3 separate regions of the Rattus norvegicus genome follow, and regions 1 and 3 are each linked to region 2. Evidence: chromatin contacts called from public Hi-C data. All regions are on one chromosome and are shown on one strand. Each heading gives the region's core, a stretch centred on a gene start, on an enhancer-like site or on the middle of the called end of the contact. The rest is flanking DNA. Distances are from core to core; before and after follow the strand shown.

Region 1 (2,952 bases), core at 182-2,681, 260 kb after region 2:
TCTCACTCACTCCTTAACTCTAATTTCCACCCTCCTGTGCCACTTGGCTGACCTCCTTGGCAGAGAGGTAAGGAAAGGATAAGTCTCTGGAGGTTCATGTCCCCCAGCCACCGAAACTCAAAGTCTCCCTGAGGCCACACGAGCTAAAGGCCAATAGTCCTGCTCTCTCCAATCACTGACCTGGTTTCCTTTCACCTCTTCTGGCTGGGCTGTTAGTGGATGTCACTCAAAGCAGGTTCATTCATTTAAAAAGCTACTGGGAACAAGCCTCTTTCCTCTCCTATACAGATGCTTCTCACTGCGTCAGACAGCCTTCACTACAGTTCCCAGCGTCCTCCCCATTTCTCCTAAGCTGGCCTTCTCCACAGGTCCCTCCTCTCCCCCCAATATCTGGATCTTAGTCCGCTGTCAACTGTCCTTATTTCCGTCCAAATCCTTTCATTCTTGGAGTTGTGTTTGAAGCCTCCCTCCACGAGACACCTCCCTGTCCCTTCTAGCACATCCATGAATCCTTCTCACACTTTATGTCCCATGAGGTTAAGGTCTTGTGTCTTACGTTTGGCCCAGGGATGACATGTATGTGCTTTTTGTAAAGCATTTGTAATCTCTCCTTCCTGAATAAAACTTACAGAAGAGACCTTAATCCATTTTCCAATGACGGAGAAGGGAGACTCATAACTTACCCAAGTTGGAAGTCTGAGCTTGGCAGAGTTGGGTATGACACTCATAACCAATCACCTCCACCCAATCCAGGACCTGCCCACAACCTGCTGCTGTCTCCCTCCACGGAGCTATGCCACCCCCGGGGCACTCAGCTGTCAGGAAGGGCAACCACAGGGCATTCTCATCAACAGGGCAAATGGTGCCTTTCCCTTTACCAGCAGGACGAGACGGGCTGCTGCATCGCCTCTGCCCCTCTGGGCTCTGTGCGTTGCTCGACTTCTTTGCATTTTAAGATCCACCAGGCAAAACAAGTAATGAACGGGAACTGGGGAGAGGGGGGTCACTTGGATTTTCTCAGACCAGCTTTAACTCCCTGCTGGCTGCATGTGAGTCCCTCCCTTTTCTTCAAAGTGAGCAAGCCCCAAGCCCGCTCCCCGTGGCAGGGAGGCTGGCTCCTTTTGCAGGCAGCCCTTTCCATTTCAGAGCCTCCTGACACTGCTCTCCCTCAGAAGCTGCCGCAAAGCCCCAGGCAGAGGCTGGTAGGGGCAGAGGAAGCCAGCAACCAAGGCACTTCAGAAATCCGTGGGACCAAACAAGACAACCTGGGAACTGAAGAGCAGGGAGGACCAGAGCAGCCAGCGAGACCCCCTAACTTGAAGTAAACACCCTGACTCGATGTCAGTCTAACAGCACAGAGCAAACATTCCTTCCCCCCTCCCTCCCTCATTGTCCTGCTCAAGCAAGGAAGAAAAACAGAATAATGAGCCACGTTGGACAGTGTCACCAGAGCAGCCAGGAAGACGTGGGCAGATGCCTGGCCAGGCCACTGACTTTCTCTGTTTCTGGGAGAGATTTTATAAATATTCGGGGAGTTTGATCTGAGGTTGGTGGGGAGGCAGAAGAGCTGAGGGAGGGGGAGATAACTCAGTCCCCGGGGGTTCTTGGCCCTCTCGGAGGCCTGCTTTTCATTAGTGTTACCAAGACAACGGCTCATCTGCTGCAGAGCTCACCACAGCCTGCAAAGCACCCTCAGCACGCTCTGCTTCCTGCTTTGCTAGTGAATCTCCATGGCAAATCCACCTCCCTCCAGGACTCTGCCCTTTAGTCATGCTCTCCGAGCCTGGGCAAGAGAGGATCACTAAACGGGGACAGGAAAGCGCTATGGCGACTTTCTGAGGCTAAAATGGACAGGCAGAGCTGTGACGGTCCCGTTACCAGGGTGGTAATTTGCCTAGCATTGTTCAAAAGTAGAGTCAGGAGCCTTTGAGTAGGTACAAGACCCTACAGCAACATCCTGGTTCCAGTGTCTTTCTGTGCAGCCCAATCTTTACTCACACACCCCCACCCACCCATACAGCCACCTTTCCCCTCCACATATACTTTGATTTGATTTTCTTACTAAGGCAAACACATCTAAGAACAGCCTTCCTGGTCATTGTATGGATAAGTTCCAGATGCTCATGTAAGTATGAGTCCACAGGTGGATTGAACCTAGGTGTCCAGTGGGTTGCAGAAGGGCTCTCAGGGGAGAGGGAGGGAAGAGACTCAGCGGGCAAAGCAGTATTTGAATAAGCAAGTCAACCCCAAGAGAACAGCCTGAGGTCAGGTAGGGAATGTAGGCCCATTGCTATAACCTCTATGGATGGCTAGTTACTGGATAAAAAGTCAGCTCCCTCTAGCTGTGAGCTCCACGGGGCCAGCAGCCAGGGAGTCCCACTCTTGGGCTGCATGCCAGCATCCAGCAGGGTGCCTGTACCCAGGAGGCCTCTTAACATGGGTTGTCAGAGAAACAGTTCTACAGAAGCAAAGGAGGGGAAGAGAGTCATAAAGATGCTTCTGGGACTGGGGCAGAGTTTTTTGGGGGGGTCATCTTCCTAGCCTAGTTTTGTGCTTTGGGGAAAAGCTGGACCCCAGGTCTCTCCTAGCCCCTCCTTATTGTGGAATGCAGATTACCCCAACCCTCTTGCAAGGTCTGGACTCTGAAATCCAGAGCTAGCGCTGGGGAAATGAAGACTCTGGACTCTCTCTTTCTCCAGTTCTCTTAAATGAAATAGGACCAGGAACTCTAGTCATTAGGGCTCACACAAAGCATTCCCTTGCCTTTATATATATATAATGTATATATAATATAATTTATAGTATATATAATAAATTTATATAATATTAATATATAGTTTATTTTAAACACACATGTATATGAGTCTGGGTGCATACACACACACACACACACACACACACACACACGCATGTATATAAAACAGGCTCTCATAATGTGGTCCAGGCTGGCCT
Region 2 (2,700 bases), core at 72-2,571:
CCAAATGTGAACATTGGTTCCATCCATTCAATTGCTTGCTCATTAATCCATCCCTTCATTCAGTGTAGAGCACCTATAATAGTAAACTCTTACTGTTCAGAGGATAGGAAGACCAGTTTCAGCCTTGGCCCTTCTAGAACATAAAGGCCAATTCTAATGCTCAGCTTCTCTGTTTGGAGTCTTAGAATGTCTGAATACCAAATGAAGTCTGAGTTGGCCTGGTGCTGTGCTATAGTTGACTAATAAATAGAGAACGGCCTGATAACAGAGTTCAGACACATGCAACAATTATTGTTGTGTTATGTTGTACAGCAGCTAGTAAGTAGTCAAGAAGGAGGGAGAAGTTCAAGTCCAGTAGGAGGCTCAGCAGGAAATGAATGCACTTGCTGCCAACCCCTGACAATGGCATGGGCCACCGTCACAGGATATCTGAACAAAACGAAGACAGTCTCCTTGACTAGCATTTTGATTCAGTGTGTATGCAGTACCCTGATAGACTGACTGCCTTTGTCACTGGTCACATCCACTGGTAAAGTGGCAGCTGAAATTCAGTACGATGCTGCACCAAGAATCTGCCAGCCTGGTCAAAGTAGCTCAATGTACCTTACACCTGAGGTAGTCAACTCTGTTTTCTTGGATAGCTTCTTAATGAGAACCAAATCAGATAAACTATTGCTTGGTTCCTAGGCTCACTACAGACACAAACAATTAGTCACTTCCTGGTGCAGGGATTATGTCAGAGAACCTGGCTTCTCTATACTGATCATCTGGTTTCCCTGACCCTTGGGACTGGAGTTTGGAGTAACTATTGAAGCAGTCTTCAGAAAGCTTTAACCCTTGAAACTATAGCTGTTGATCAGCAGGTGTAATAAAAAAACTATTTTTGGCCAGGGCCTCACTGCCAACAACAGTTTAAGATAACTGCCAAAATCATAATTTATCTCCCCTCCACTCAAAGAGGTAGGAAACTATAACTTGCAGGCCATCCCTGGTGTTGTAAGCAACTTGTGCTCTTTTTTTTTTTTTTTTTTTTTTTTTTTTTTTGGAGCTGGGGACCGAACCCAGGGCCTTGCGCTTGCTAGGCAAGCACTCTGCCACTGAGCTAAATCCCCAACCCCGAAACTTGTGCTCTCAAGTTAGGTCCGTCACCTCCCTTTCCTGGTTGCTCATCTGCTACCTGGGTGAAATGTCAAAAGAAACCCCATTCTGTTGGCTGTTTCAGATTTTTCGAGAAACCATTTCCTTTATGGTGATATACTTCTCTGTTGAGTTTGGTGTGATTCATCCCCGATATGAATTAGTATGAGTCGTGAAGCTGATCAAGAGAAGGCATCTAAAATTAGTCCTGGCCTTTACCAACTCATATTAAAAACCATAGTAGGAATAGAGAGAGTGTAGTCTTGGCCCTTTGCCTACTGGTAAGCATTCTTACAACAGTGAGTGTACCTGCAGTTTGTGACAAGTACTGGGGACATCTTTGTTAACGCACGTTGGCAACACATTGCTTCGGGAAGGTGTGCTTCTATGGCTGAAGTCAGATTACATTCTAGCTGTCTGGGAGAGAAAGACGTTAAAAAAATGTGTATGGACCCCAAGGGAAGAAAATGGTATACCAGGCCGCGAGTCCCACCTTCAGGGAAGGAACCTAGAAGGTGGGAAGACTCATGAGAAAAGAAATGACTCTGTTGCCCAGTCACTCTTTTCCAACTACGTGTGGCTAGAAAAGGAAACCCAGCTCCCTTGGATTGGTTGAAAAATATTGATTTTTTTTTCCCCTAACTGGAATTTGACAGGGTCAGTTCATGTCTGGGTTTTCAGCACTTAAAACAGGGCTCTTTTGTCTTGGGAGGCGGCTGGACTGGTTTCTCCTCCAGGCAGGTGCACAGAGGGCGGTTATTGTAGCTTGAAACACAAACACCGAGGCCCCGAGCTCTGATCCGCACACTCTCCGGCATGGCTCAAGGAAGTAAAATGAACAATGACTCTTGCAACAGGCAAGCACTGTAAATGCCACTCCTGAATGAAATATTTCTTAAAACTTGGTATCCGTAACTTGATCGGCTCTTAAAACTTAATTATATGTCAGGGGAAAGGAAGCCATTGGCTCCTCCAGCTGTCCAGGTTGAACAAGAGCACACAATGGACCATATCCGATTCGCAGCCATACTTAGGTAATCAGATTAATATCTCTTGAATTGAATTTACCCTTTTGATACGGACTCTTTCAGTTGGCTTGTTTCACATCTCAAATTTTGACAAAGCCGTGCGGCCTTTGAGTAAGTTCCCTGAAATCTATATGCGGGAAGCCTGTGCTCTTTGGGGCCGTTTTTGGGACGTGTACCAATTAAATCTGTTTCTGGCACACTTTTAATGGCATACTTTCCCCCCGAGTCAACAACTGCTCCAAAATCTGAGGTCATTTGTTTAATTTAAAAGCAAAGGTTATGGGACAACCATTGCAGGCTTCACAAGCCAAGTCCCTGTGGCTTTGAAAGGAGGGATGAGGAAGGGGAGGCTATATAAACTAGAGTACTTATACACAAAATAAGTTAAGTACTGTGTCTCTGTCAAGTGAGTATCAAACAGGGCTTGTCCACACCCACCCCACCAACCTCCTTTCCCTTTCTTTTCCAACCAATCCCTTTCTTCTAGAGCTTTCTCACTCCAGAGGGAGTTTCACACAGTTACTGTTGATCTCGT
Region 3 (2,700 bases), core at 177-2,676, 230 kb after region 2:
TGGAACTCACTGTATAGACCAGGCTTACCTTTAACTGATGACAATTCTCCTGCTTCAGCTTCCCAAGTGGTTATAGGTATGAACCACCAATCTCGGCTTCCTGCTTTCTTTAGGGCAAAAATCAAGGCCCCAGAATCCTGAACATCTTGCCCCAGTCCGGAGGCCACAAACAGTCCTTGTAGCAGAAGTCATGCTTCTACTCACAGAAGCAAGGAACGGTTCACTCCAGCAACTTTCCTCTCTGTTCTCCCTTGCACTGTTTCCCCAGTTTGTAAACAGATTTTCCTCTGAGTTACTCCACTGAGCATGTCTAGATGCCCTAGGTTTTCACAAAAAGAACCGTAGTTTCCCTTCCGAGTGTGCCTTGCTGCAGGCCAAGACTGAGCATTCTGCACCCAGTTGCTTTGGAGTTACTGGGGAGGTAAGGGGGAAGTTCTTCATTTTTCAATTTGAAGATTTTTTGTTTGCTTGATTTTCTCAACTCCAACTAACCAACTTAAAACTTAATTTCATTTTCTGCACATAGTAGACTTCCACAGATGAGTTTGAGAACTCTGAAGTGAACTTTGGAAATGGAAGTATATCCTAACACACGGGCAAGAGCGTGTGTGTGTGTGCGCACATGGATGCACATGCATACACACATACTCAAGTACACACACATGCATGCATATACACATGAACATGCACATATATACTCACAGACACACATGCCCAAGTACACAATGCATGCATAAACACACAGTCCTCAGAGGAAACATACATGCTCCAGTACACACACAGGCATGCACACATGCATGTACACACCCACATGCTCCAGTACACACACAGAGACACTTTTCTGCTCCCATCATCCACTTGACTGTGTCTTCATCACTCTCTCTACATTGTGAGGCCACTTGACTTCCTGTCTGGTTGACTGCCTGAATCTTTCTCTATCCTGCTTGCTGGGATCTCCTAGAGAAAACAAAAGGGATACTACTTCCCAGCAGGAAACAGCAGCTTCCTAGATGCTTGAAATAGACTCTGGAGGCCTCTGCTTGGAACCTTTTCTATAGAATATTCTTGCCAGGGCATTTGCCCACCCTGGAGTTCCATACGGCTGGCAGAAATACCGTCCAGCCTCCTACACCTGTCTCTGCTACTCTTCACATCCCTTTGTCCCAGCATCCTGCTGAGAACACCAGTGTTGGTGCCCTAAATCTCAGTGAATTCTTTACAGTGCCCTACTGCCTCTAAGGCACCAGAGTGTAGCTGATGTTCAAATAACCAAGTCTGGCTTGTCATCAGCATCTCAAAATCACTTGAGAAGACGTCCCCAAATGCAGACAACACTCCCACTGCGGAAGGCCTTATGGAAGCCTCTGGCAGAGCCTGAGAATCTGTATTCATAGGGCAGCGAAAAGGATTTCAATGTGGGTGTCTAAAGGAAATGCAACAGGAAATAGACAGGCCGGGCCTACATCGGTCTCAACTCTGCAAAGCCTGCCAAGGGCACTTAGAGGAAATACGTAAGCGAAAGCAAAAGCTAGAAGTGTTCAGGTACAGGCTGAGAAACAAATACAAACCATACAGGCCAGGGTTGGGGTGTGAGAGCATGGGAGACTCCCAGTGTGGCTGTTTGGCAAACCACAGCATAGGGTTCCAGGTAGACACACGGCCTGAAGCCTAAATGCTCTGTCAGTGCAAGGAGAGTCTTCTTGTGGGTATGAGACAGCCATACAGAGCAACCCAAGCAGCATGAATGTCTTTACTCTGAGGCAGGAACTCCGGCTTTCTCTTAGAGGCAGCACGTGCTGAATTCAAACACCGCTTTTGGTATATCACAGTATTAGGTGCAGGTCCCTGCGTTATGGCTCCCTCTGAGTGAATGTGAGTAAGCTATATATTTACTCTGTGCCTCAGATTCCTCACCTGGAAAGAGAGGACAACATACCTACTACAGAGGGTTCCTGTGAGGATTACAAAATCAGTAGTATGTGAGACGAGTTTCCCCTGGCCTGGTGGAGCAAGGCCCCTTGCTCCTTAGCTGTGGTCTTTGTTATCATGGAAGCTCCTCCCATCCCCCATCCCCATCCCCTATCTCCCACCCCCCCACCCCGTAGTCACTCTCTGAAGCTGTCTTTGTACAATTTAAGCACATGAAGAATCTACTTAAACTATAAACGTCCTCATTCCCAGATCCCAGAAAGCTTTTGGTTCTGTCTCTCTCTATTTCTGTCTCTGTCTGTCTGTCTGTCTCTGTGTGTCTCTGCTTCCCTGTCTCCTTTTTTCTAAAAGCCCTTGCAGCCTGCATTTTAGGATAGGCATCCCGATCATCCCGACTCTCCAATGACCCCTCCTGTGGACACTTGTGTCACTCCAGGGATATAGAAAGAGCTGCTCAGCAGATGGGGGCCAGACCTTTGCAACTGAAAATTCTCCTTTAAAGTTCTGAAGCTCTGTCCCAGGCAGGCCGCGAGGCTGTGTGATCTACAAGGTGAGACAGGGAGTTTTGAGGCTGGAGTCAAAGGAAAGAGAAACGTAGCTATGCAGACTCCCAGACAGCAGCCAGTTAACCCTGCCCTTTCCAAGCCTGCTGTGGGACTTTACAAGGGCCTCATCTCCGAGTAGTTATGCCTCAGTTTCTCCTGCAGGGATGTTGTGGCACATGGGAAACTTAACTCCTTTTCCATGCTCTAGAATGTCAAGAGCAATAAC

Evidence for each region. A called contact is a pair of places that touch in the nucleus more often than the background predicts.
Region 1: a contact with region 2 is called in a Hi-C map of mammary epithelial cells, with 1.6 times the contacts expected there. The contact joins two enhancer-like sites. A contact is called at or near these places in 1 of 12 Hi-C or Micro-C datasets (mammary epithelial cells) and 1 of 1 datasets of contacts at active chromatin or transcription factors (oligodendrocytes).
Region 3: a contact with region 2 is called in a Hi-C map of mammary epithelial cells, with 2.5 times the contacts expected there. The contact joins two enhancer-like sites. A contact is called at or near these places in 1 of 12 Hi-C or Micro-C datasets (mammary epithelial cells) and 1 of 1 datasets of contacts at active chromatin or transcription factors (oligodendrocytes).

What each region holds. Positions count from the first base shown.
Region 1 is chr6:104,480,345-104,483,296 of GRCr8, forward strand. No RefSeq gene overlaps it. Among named protein-coding and RNA genes, the nearest start is that of Atp5pdl1, 52 kb to the left of the region's middle. Within about 2 kb of position 1,432, at least 56 of the 93 cell types and tissues checked have an H3K27ac peak or open chromatin away from gene starts, as enhancers often do.
Region 2 is chr6:104,224,635-104,227,334 of GRCr8, forward strand. All of the region lies in intron 8 of Rad51b (RAD51 paralog B), which reads left to right. Among named protein-coding and RNA genes, the nearest start is that of Atp5pdl1, 200 kb to the right of the region's middle. Within about 2 kb of position 1,322, at least 10 of the 93 cell types and tissues checked have an H3K27ac peak or open chromatin away from gene starts, as enhancers often do.
Region 3 is chr6:104,457,840-104,460,539 of GRCr8, forward strand. No RefSeq gene overlaps it. Among named protein-coding and RNA genes, the nearest start is that of Atp5pdl1, 29 kb to the left of the region's middle. Within about 2 kb of position 1,427, at least 12 of the 93 cell types and tissues checked have an H3K27ac peak or open chromatin away from gene starts, as enhancers often do.